2 separate regions of the Anas platyrhynchos genome follow, and region 1 is linked to region 2. A link is a contact called in public Hi-C data. All regions are on one chromosome and are shown on one strand. Each heading gives the region's core, a stretch centred on a gene start, on an enhancer-like site or on the middle of the called end of the contact. The rest is flanking DNA. Distances are from core to core; before and after follow the strand shown. Region 1 overlaps PPP2R5E (protein phosphatase 2 regulatory subunit B'epsilon). Region 2 overlaps PPP2R5E (protein phosphatase 2 regulatory subunit B'epsilon).

What was found. A called contact is a pair of places that touch in the nucleus more often than the background predicts.
Region 1: a Hi-C map of subcutaneous adipose tissue shows a contact between it and region 2, with 4 times the contacts expected there. The contact joins two enhancer-like sites. A contact is called at or near these places in 5 of 8 Hi-C or Micro-C datasets (F5 follicle, liver, skeletal muscle and 1 more).

Annotation. Positions count from the first base shown.
Region 1 is chr5:7,417,107-7,422,855 of IASCAAS_PekinDuck_T2T, reverse strand. All of the region lies in intron 3 of PPP2R5E (protein phosphatase 2 regulatory subunit B'epsilon), which reads left to right. Among named protein-coding and RNA genes, the nearest start is that of PPP2R5E, 14 kb to the left of the region's middle. Within about 2 kb of position 4,400, at least 1 of the 8 cell types and tissues checked has an H3K27ac peak or open chromatin away from gene starts, as enhancers often do.
Region 2 is chr5:7,376,311-7,381,893 of IASCAAS_PekinDuck_T2T, reverse strand. All of the region lies in intron 4 of PPP2R5E (protein phosphatase 2 regulatory subunit B'epsilon), which reads left to right. Among named protein-coding and RNA genes, the nearest start is that of GPHB5, 30 kb to the right of the region's middle. Within about 2 kb of position 4,048, at least 4 of the 8 cell types and tissues checked have an H3K27ac peak or open chromatin away from gene starts, as enhancers often do.

The sequences.
Region 1 (5,749 bases), core at 3,151-5,650, 41 kb before region 2:
TCTTCTTTCAGAGAAGCATCTTCATGGACCTCAGTATCTTTTTCCGATCACAAGAATCAAGTATGCAGCAAACCAGAGAAATGCTTAGTCCATTCTTTGCAAGTTCTTATGCTGCGCCTGTCACCATAATGATTTGAGCACCTTCCAGTCGTGTATTAAGTGACGTGACTACACATCTGTCACATCTTATCTGCTCTCATTCCTTTCCCCAGGGGCAGAGTCATATATAGTGAAATGGCTTGTTTTGGTAGTGTTTTAATGCAGCCTGCTGCTTTCTGTGAACATACATGAGTGTGTTGCAAAAACAGATAAGTCAGAGTTGTTATTCATTTGGTAATAAAAATGTTTCAGGAAAAAGAAGTAGGAGACAGAATGTTTCAGTGTTATGGACAAGTCTGGATGGTAACTTGCTACTTAGGAAATGTAGTGAGAAGTGGAGCTTTTAGTGCTGCTTCCTCCAGGTAAAGAAAGTATAGGGAAATGAAGTTGTTAGCATGTGTTCTATTATTTTTTTAATTAGCAGAAGCGTGTGTATTGTTCAGCACTGTGTAAACAAACACTTGATGTATTTATAAAACGCAAGGTGCCTTCTGAGGCTCTCTTGGGCTCTGTTCAGACTTTGAAAGGCTCCGAGCCAAAAATCTCCTGTGATCTCCTACAGTCAAGACTTAACATTTCTGATAATTTAATTATTTTGTTATTTATTGCACTGTAACTCAATCTAATTTGGAATTCCCTTTTACAACATGACTGATGTCGAATATAGCATTTTGAAAGCAGCCTTTGCTCCTTTGTTTTGAGTGTAGATGAATGGGACAAGTAGTGCTGATGGAAGTTGTGATGCAGTTGTCCTGCATTTTCAATGTGTGAACTCTTAAATATGTTTCAGTCTCACTTGTATTTAAATGTTTGCATGCTCTTGCCTGGTGTATCTTGCACTGTATTATGGTTTCACGTTTTGCCTTTGCTTTTAAAGAGCCATCAGGGCTGGCAGGTCCCTTAGGAAGCTGGTTTGTGGCAGAGCAGTGCTGCTGAAGGGCCCTGTTCTGGGGATGCCTACATCCACCTCTGTGCCTTAGCCAAATCCACACCGAGTTTATTAACCAAGTTTGTGGTGTGCCTCAAATCATGCTCGGTCTGTAGTGGAAGGTAGTACTGTATATGCCCTGGCAAGGGATGTTGCTTACTGGCAGATGATTTTACTTTCATTTTGTACAGATATCTTTTTGCTTGGAAGTCCTGAGCAGAAGAGCAGTAGGAGTGCAATGCTAGAAAGCAATTAGTGGGGAAAAAAGTGTCTCGTAATACTGGACATGTGAAAACAGACTGATTTCAGCATTACCTGTAAAAGCTGAGTTCAGTACTGTTTGTGCCAGTACCTGTAACAGTAGGGGAGTGGCCAGGGGATAAAGACATACATGCAGATGACTGAAAAGATCATATGGCTTATGAAGAAATGTTGAGGATCTTGAGAAATTGGGCAGAAAAGTAGCATGTAATTCACAGTACTCCCCCTTCATTCATATCAAAAATACATGAATAAGGTAAAGCAAACCGTACACAAGTACAAAAGTAAGGTTGTTTTTTAGCAAATTTTAAAGCAATCTGTCCTATTTTTTTAATTTCAGGGTATGCCTCTTGCTTCCTATCATTCTCCACATTTTCCAATGGTCTAACATAGTGTAGTTACTTTCGTTTTTTTTTAAATTAGTGCATGTTTTTTTTGAAAAAACAGCTCAAACTATAATTTTTATTTTTAGATAATTTTTCTTCAGTAAAACAGGCACTCAGAACAGAAGTTCTCTGTCAACAATACCAATTGCTTTGCTACCTCAATATTATGAAATTTATTGAGCTTCTAATACATTTATCAGATAGTTTCCATGGTGTTAAAGAACTGCTGTATTGGCAACAAAAGAGCACTGCATAGTCAAAAGGGGAAAATCTTTCAGTTGCTGTTTGCTTTTGATCAGTATGTTATTTCCCTATAGGTGAGATTTTTATTATAAGCATTTCGTAAGAATCCTATCTGTAGGTCGAATGCTGTCGGTCCTAAGCAATCAAAAATCCTATCAACTCCAGAAGACTTCTGCTTAAGTGAGAGCTGCAAGATGCATACCACCTTTTTCAAACATAGCTACATTTGATTTTTTAAAAGTATCTTCTTTATCATAAGATTTAAGACTGAAGAAAGCTGTTTGTTTTTAGAATACCACCTTCAGAATTGTACGCATGGGAAATGATTATTATTATCTGAGTTGTAAAAGAAGAAAGCCTCAATTTTCTGTTGACTTCCATGGGGGTTTGGCTGCTTGTCATTTCTGTGCTGGTCTCCATTTGTGAAATTTGGAATGGTTTACAAATGCCAACCAACTATGAATAAAATATCTAAACTAAATACTTTCTCCTAATTTATAAACAAGAATGTGGGTTCATAATGGCTGTGCCTTTCCAAAATCAAATTTTGCTTTATTTCCATAATTGGTAATAGATCCCAGGACTCCTCATTTATTGTTTGGAAGAAATGCTGGAACTTGGTTAGTTCTGCACATAATCAATGGTGAATCAAACATCAATCCTGGAACTATTAAAAAGAATTTTGCACTTGTTCTGGTTGACATAGATCTGGACATAATGGGCCGGCTCTGTGTAAGATTTGAGAAAAGGGCCCTAATCCCAAAAGTGAGAAGGATTTATCCCTGTTATTTTCCTTAATGCGTGGGGTTCCTGTCATACATAATTAAAGTCTTCACTTTTTCTTGTGCTCTTGGCAGTTCTTTTTTTAAATTTATATTTAACCTCCTCTTTGATTTTGTAAACATCTGGTGCTTGTAGAATAATTCCTCCAATGGTCTTAAAGATTTCTGTTTCTGAAATCTATTTGTTTAGTGGTGTTTAGAGAGGGCCATGCACCAATTACACTCTGTCTTTTTGAAAGTTTTGCTGCTTGTTGTTGTCTCCCACATCTGGAATGCGGTTTTGTAGAACTACACTTGTAGAAAACATGCATTCATACAAATGTTGACTTGGAAGTTACGACCATATAAAACAAACAAACACCAACATAAAACTTCTTACTCCAACAGTGTGTTAGTGAAGCTGCAGGTGTTGAGAAATCCTCTCTGCTTAGCCCTGATGTTCTAATGGTCTTTGTTGCTGTTCAGTTGTCTCTATTTATGTGTTTTTAAGTCTATTTAGGTCTGCAGATTTTTCCTTTAGCCTGCTCCCAATCCTTGAGCGTAGTTGCCTTACTTTCTGAACTTCTCAGTCCACCTCCTGGAAGTGTTAAGGGACGATCGTTCCCACCTCTTTCTTTTTTATTATTTTACTTTTTAAAGTGAAATGACTTGCAATCACTGCGTACGTTATATTTCTGTACTATTCACAAGATTGAGTCTAAAATCTTGATAACTCTTTGCAGGAATGTCTAGACTTAACCATCATCAGTAGCATTTGTTGTCAGTCTGTATTTCTCTTGCATGTCTCTATAATATGCTTACTAGGATTATTTATTTCTTTAATAATCAAGTTTTCTTTTCTGTGTCCAAGTGTAACCCTACGGGTCTGTAGTAGAACCTACTGTTTCTGTAATAAGTACCTCCTTTATATCCCTTTCCCAAAGTACTTTTGACAAATAAAAATTCTGGTTTAGCCATGCAGTCAGTTCTGTGTAGCATACATGATTGTTGAAGCTTAGTGCTGCCTTGATAAGTAATTATGATACAGAGCTTTACTGTTTAAAAAAAAAAAAAAAGGCATGTTTTCCATGGCTTTGGAATCATGTGTGTGCTTGTAAAAATGTGAGTTTATGTGTATTAAATGTGTTTAATACACATCTGTGTATATAAACAACTTATATGTTTATTTAATGTCACACATAAAGTTTAGGTATTGAGTTATTTCCTTTCTCATTTATTTATTATTTTTAAAATTCAGTACTTGGGATGGGATACTGCTTCTGTTCATTGGTAAAGCTCTGTTGTAAGGAGGCAGTCCCTTCGTGCTCGTCCATCAGAAGCGTGTGTCTGCCTGAAAAACGAGCGCCTTTATTTGTGCGTGCTGGGGAGTGGGAGGAGGACGATCAACTATTTTTAGGTTCAGGGTAACTTCCTTTCACCTACAGCTTGCTCATTCAAACTGCTGCTGTTTCTTTGGCTCAGTTGTGCAGAAGTTCTTAGCTGAAACAGACGAGAAGACTTGCTGAGTTCAATGAGCTTTGGTAGGGTTAAGCGTTTATGGATTAGCTGTGGAACTGTGTGATCTTGATAACTGTTTAATTCAGAGATACCAACAAACGGACGCGTGCTAGTTCATAAAAACTTCAGGAAAATCTGTTAGAAAAATGCTGCAGTCTTGTTTCAGAAGCCCACAGCAAGGTTTTATCTTAGTTTGAGTCCCTGCTGACTGTAGTGGTGGTTGTTGCAGATGCAGTTTGGTGATTTTTTTGTTGCTTTTATTCTGGTTGCAAACCTTTGAGAAGTTGCCAAGAGTACACACCAGTGTGCTGCCTCTCGTTTGTGCTGAGGCAAGTGTTTTTGGGGCCACAGTGTAAAACGGATTGTTAAATATGTTCTGCCTTCTCCTCCTTGATTTTTTTTCTTTTTTTTAAACCATGATAATCTCAGTGATCTGCTTTATTACCCCGTGCCCTCTCAAACAGTTGAATCAGCGGAACTTAAACGGGGGTGAACTTCTCTGTAGGGTTGGTGGCTTCTCTGTGTGTGGTTTTCTGGGGGGAAAAATGCTGCTGCAGCCTGAGGATCTGTATCAAGTGTTTTGAAAAGATATGGTAGCTGTCCAAAGAACTAGTGTAAAATATTTCCGCATGCTTAGTCACTGCACTTGATTGAAAAACTGCCTGTTTTGAGCAAAGGCTTGAAGTCAAGCTATAGGGAAATCCATTCTGTTCAAAAGTAGTAATGATTTACGATAATGGCTTGTTACAGGGTTCTTCAACAATAGGTTTCTCTAATTGATAGTGATGTGTGTATAATTTTGAAAATGTGTATGTTCTTACATGTAGTCAATGTAAAAACATATTTTCAGCCCATGGGAGGTTTATTTTTTCTATAGGAATTTTATTTTTGAAGTCACAGCATGTCTCGTACTGATTAACTGTTCTGTTAAATTGTATTACCTGAAAACAAAGTATATAATAATTTCATTGCAAAACACTGCTAACAGTTCATGATGTTTTTCTTAGGATCATTATTTTGCATTTAAACAATTTATTAAGGTTTGTCACCGTTTTGCCCCTTCTGATCCACATGTCAGGTTAACTGGGGGAGTTTTCTCTGAATGTGAAGTGCTTGGCACCTTCCTGAGCATCTGCAGGAGTTTGTGGCAGGGAAGGATCACAACATAATGGGGTTGATCAACCTGGTTAAACGGTCAGAAAATGAGAAAGGGGTCTGTTCTGGGTAGCTTCCTAGAAGGAGAGATAGAACAGCAGATTGCTGTAATGTCTGTTGAACATCTCTGGACATATTGCTAGCTCTGTTGTAACAGTGGCTTCATGTGTTCCCTGACCTGGAGAGCTTCTTTCAGTAATTTAGCATTGGACTTCACCACTGAGCAAGTTAAAAGAGAGGTGGAGGCAAGCAGTTTGTTCCTATAAGTTTGTGCATAATTCAGTGGTTTTGGACCATTAAAAATTGAAGATTTTAGGAATTTAAATAAATGTATCTGCTGCAAAACATCAGTCACAGACTTAGCTTTCCTTCGTTGATGGGTGTTCTGCAGAAGTTAA
Region 2 (5,583 bases), core at 2,799-5,298:
CCTCCTGCCCTCCTGCTGCACTGACCTTGGAGGCTGCAGGGCTGGCTCTCACTCCTTGTTCTCCCAGCTGCTGTGGCACAGCAGGTTTTTTCCCTTTCTGAAATCTGCTCTCACAGAGGTGCAAACAACACTGGTTATTGGCTCGGCTTTGGCCAGCATTGGGTCCCTTTTGGAGCTGGCTGAAACTGGCCCTTATCTACCACGGGGCAGCTTCTGGATTCTTCTCACAGAGACCACCCCCTCAGCCTCCACTACCAAAATTTTGCCATGTAAACCTACTACAGTGTTACACCCTATGTGCTAAATATTCATCATACTTTTTTTTTTTTTTTTTTTTTTTGCTCTTGGCTAGAACTCTTCATGCAAGTCTATCTATATTCAGTCTTACCTTCTCAGTTCATCGAAATCCCTTTGCATTTTCTTCTGTTGGTTCAAATATTTGATATAAAAATATAACACTGAATGTCATTTTTAGGGAAATAAATAAAACCAGTTACTCTTCTAAGAATTGACAAATAATGTGTCTTGTCTAATACAAATTTGATGTATCTTCTGGAAGTGTGCAAAATAGTAGGAGTTGATCTTCAATTCAGCTTGAATCAGAAGAAGAAAAGATTGTTTTGAATCCATCCCAAATGCTGAAAGGAAGCTGCAGTGTCCTGGGACACCCCCAATGGAACTGGAGTGAAAATTGTCACATGGATGCAGCTGTGATGAAACAAACATGCCATTGTTGAAGTTTACAAAAATATATAAAATCATTTGGTGTTATAACTTATCTCCTCTTTAACCTGAGGTTTATAAATTCTGTAGAAGCAAGAAAAGAATCTGTTTTCTTTTATGCATTATTTCTAAATTCCTCTGTTAGATGCTTTATAATATTCACATTCTTTATACACTTAGTTTATATAGAAAACAATACTTACTAAAGGAAGAGGCTCCAGCATTCTCTGTTCCTTTCAAAAACATCAGTCGGAGGCAGCTCCTCTTGCAGCAGTTGTCCCTAATAATTTTTCTCGACAGTCTGTAATTAGGTTTACCCGTATCCATTATTCCTCCCGCTGGTTACATAGGCCTCTCGTTCGTCAGACTTTATCTGCATAATAGTACAGTGGCTCGGTCTCAAGCAAAGAAACAAACTGGAACAATATTTTTATTCCGAGGAGGACTTGGATGTCAACTGCATTTTTTGTTTGTTGGTTTCGTTTTGGTTTTGTGGAATTTGGCTGTGCCATCTTCTTGAATGCCTTCCTAGCATTGCACCTGCCAGCAGGCTCAACGTGAATCTCCTGGGGGATTGTTTTCTTGGGTTTTGAAGCTCTGTTTTGTTCCTGAGGTTGGAGTCTGAGACGGTTTGAGTTTCGTGATGCTGTCTACAGTTCAAGTTCATGCACTGGCAGACTTCTTGCTCTGTTGGCTGCTGTAGAGACAAGGGTCCTGCTGGTACTGTGTGCTTTGGTTTGTCCAAGATAATTGGGTTATTGCTATGATATTGTGCTGGTATAGAATGAGGTGGGTATGCATTAAATAGATTTTTCTGGATTGTCTCAAAATATATTTACGAGGCGATAGTGGTGCATGGAGTTGTTACTAGCAGGGTACCCTGCCATGCTTTGGGTCTAGATGACCTAGAGGGGAATTTCACAGCTCTGGTTTCCAGCAGGCAGAAGGTGTACCTGTGAGCCTGGGGATATGGCAGTGTTAGCACTTCTAACTCAGATCATCTGTGTGCTTTCAAAGTGCATCTCCCATTTGTTCTCACTGTACTTTGATGCTTGTCATAGAGAAATCTTGGGGGTTGTGAGTTACATTCATTCCAGACAAAATGTGTACTTCAGGAGCCTGCTTAAAGCTCTCCAACTTGCTAATGGACTTCAGTGCAAGAGATCACTAGAAAATAAATCCTCCCTCCAAATAGAGGTAATGTGGGTTTTTAGGACCTGAGCACCAGCCGTTTTGTTGTACCAACCTGCTCCAGTTGCACGTGCCTGTTTGCTAACACAGCCATATCCTAAGGATCTCAGTTCTACCACCCGCACATCTGTATGGTCAGAAAGCTGCTGCTACTGCTGAAGTGGGTGATGAGAAGTCAACAAACTTAGGAGCCCTGATCTAGAGCTAAAATCTTGCAGGTTTTTGATAGAATTTTTTGAAAAAAACATGAAGAGGACCCACCTGCCCAGTGGTCCAGATAGTTGATTGTGTTCATGGTCCATAGTTCATGTAGCCTGGCCAAAAGTAACACTGCTGGGCAAAAAGAAGGTATATAATAACGTATTATGTTAAACTCTGACTGTATTCTGGCAAGCAGTGGTGCAGAAAGAAACTTGACCATTTTGGGTGACTATCTTGACTATCTTAATGAGAATTTTTGATGCAGTGTACGGTTCAAAAAAGGGAAATAACAGGGAGATGGCCTGGCTTTTTATACATACCCCAATGCATCTGGCATGCGTTATTTGGAGGGGTTATGAAAATACAGGTGGGAGCTTAACGGAGGGTGGCAAAAACAATCACAGGATTCAAAACAAACCAACATCTGCCTGAGCTCTGACTATTTAGTATCAAAGAGGTTGAGAGGTGTCATTTATATATATGTGTGTGTATATATATGCGTTACGTATGCGTAAAATAAAAATACATACACATACAGAGACATGCTGCATATGCAAATATGTGTATGTATATATATCTGTATGTATATGTTGAAGAGATCTGATGGTTTAACAGGAACCAGTGGGACTCAGGCTAGTTCAACCTTGAAACCAAAAGTAGTGCCCTAGTCAAATTAATAGTAAATCTTCAGGTTATGAGAGCTGGTGGAATCATGATATGTCAAAATAAAATTGGGCTTTTCTTTTTGTAAGATGTGCTGTCAAACTTCTGGGAACGGTGTAACGGGATATAAAGAAAGATTACAGCTGAGTGACTGCAGTAGTCACTTCGGGCTCTAAAACATGTAAATCCATGAGCAATACTAAAAACAAAAATGCAAACCCATGTATGCAGATGTGTTTCAGAAGGACGAGTGCCAGTGCCTGTTCCGTGAGATGTTGTGTCTCAGTTCCAAGAGTTTCATATATGCTCTGACCACATTTTGTTGCTGCAGCGTGCAGGCGAGTTTAAGCACTGTGTGTGCACAGGTATCCAGTTTCAATCTCATATACACGGGGGGTTTATTTGGACAGTTTCACATACCGGTAACAGAAGAACAGGTGTTCCCTGTGCACTAATTCGTTTATCCTGTTTTATATAGCTAATACATTAAACTTCCCTGCATGCACGCTGTTTTTGTTTCAGGGTTCATTCAAGAAAACTATTGCTGATAAAAATCTTTCTTCCAAACAGCACGGAATGTGAGCACCAAGTTGAAATTGAATTTGTGAAGGGTTTCTGTTATAGCACAGATTTTATTGTGCACCAGTGAGGGGCAAAGAGAGGGCTTCTCAAAGCAGACATTTATTCCTGACTTCAGACTTAAGCTTCTTAGCACTTTATTTTTGAAAAGTTAATATAAATAATAATATATTTACATTTCACGTATAACTATGGTGATAAAATCAGAGCTTTCTTGAAGCCTGTTACTTTCGATTGTGTATTCATACCTTTGTAGTTGTGGATTGCCAGGTACCAACCCTTGGATCTGTCCAGAACTTACAGTTCATCCTTTTGGTGGTACCAGAGCAGCCTTTTCTATCTTTTCATTTAATTTTAATGAATTGACACTTCTTTGTAATTGCGTGGAGAAGTTTCTGTCAGAGTTGTGCCTGAGTGACACAGGCATTGAGCTTGGAGGCTTCTGGGCATCTCCAATTTAAAAATCAATCACGTTGGCTTTTCCCATTTGATCCTGGAATCTTACTTGTTGCTGATGGATTAATTTCACTGACCTGTTAAATTGGTTTCTGGCACTTGGGTGTTCACGTTGTGGGGAAGGAGCAGTAAGCTGTTTTGTGCCTGCTTCGATGTGATCGCCTATAAGGAGCAGTCCTGGAGAACAGCGTGCGGACAACTTGGAGCTCACGGTAGGGAAGATTTATCATGATAGAGCTTTCTGGACGATTAGGCTTCAGGTTTCCCTTGCAAAAATAACATCAGGGGTTGGAGGCGCTCCTAATCAGGGGAAGATGGAAGTCGGTATTGATCGGTAGTCATTTGTGTTGGCCGTGGGAGAGGAGTCATCAAGGACTGCGTGCGCAGCCTGGCAGGGATGTCCTTTGGCTTGATAACCGGCCGGGGTCAGAAGGGAAGTGATTCATCCATCTCGCTGAAGGAATTTTGGCACGCTGCTTGGGCCCAGGGATGAATACTAAATAGCTGCCTTCTGCCTAGCGGAAAAAAAATTACTCTTTCCAGCTCTGAGGCAGCACATCCCCACCTCCGTGTGACGGCTGTCAGTCCGTAACGCGCAGCTGGGCAGCTCGAGGACTTGGTGCCTTCAGTTCTCCCTCGGAGGCTCGGAGGCATCAGGCACCCAGCGGCTGCTGATTCACAGGAGCGTGCTGCAAATTGGCACTGCGGGTAAGCGAGCTGTCGTGCTGCGTCGGGGTGATTAATGGAGCTGTAATGGCACGCATTATCTTTGGAAATGATGATCCCCCTGGGAATCACCTGGAGATAACCTGTTCTGTCTGTTCTCATCAGGAGAATAGCTGCAGTTGGGCTCCACATCTTTGCTCCTTGTGCAAAAAAAGAAAAAGAGAACAAACTCTATACAAGGACTGTATTCTACCTTGCATTTACTCCTGTATGTTAAATCTTTTATGTAAAATACTGCCTTTCAGTTGTCTTAAAGCTTCTGTCTCTTTTTCATCCACACTCCAGAAATCATTCAGGCTTTCTAACAAGCTTAAGGTTCAGGTGTTGGTGCTGGCACTTCAGTCATTGTTGCTGAAACCTTTGCTGTTCTGTTGTGCTGGTAAGGCCCTGGCACTAACGGTATGAAACTTGGATTGCTTTAATTTAAAGCTTTCAGGAATTTGTATTTGATTAACTTTTAATTCTGGTAGTACGTACTTTTCCTTGCAGGTTTTGCTTGTGCCATACTTCAGCATTTGTTCCAGTTTTAAAATGTTAATAGCAGATAAATACTGATCTTTTCTGGGATGGTACAAATTTCATTAATCTGTATATCACTACATTTATATATCACAAGAATTTCCTATTTCAAATGAAGTTTAAAGCAGAAAAAAATAGCTGCAGACTGCTTTTGATTTTGCTAGTTCCCTATTTTTGTTGAAGTGCTGAGAAAGTTGGTATTTTCAAATGTGAAGCAGTGACCAAAAAGGCTTCAGTAAGTATTGCAGAATCCCAGATGTCCGGATGGAAATGTTCCTATTGGCGCCTTCCCCTTTTTACTTAGGAATCTTTTGGGATTTCTTTTTTCTGTTTCCTTGTGCCCTGATACAGAAACAACTCTGTCCTCGTAATTCATCACTTTCCTCGTCTACTTGCTCGTCTACCTTTTGTATGCTCAGGGATATAGAAGGGGGGGCTCAGGAATCCCCGAGGAAGGACAAACTGAAACCCGTGTCTTTGGGAGTGCTTACCTGGTTTAGAAAAGTCTTGTATTGGAGGGGTTTT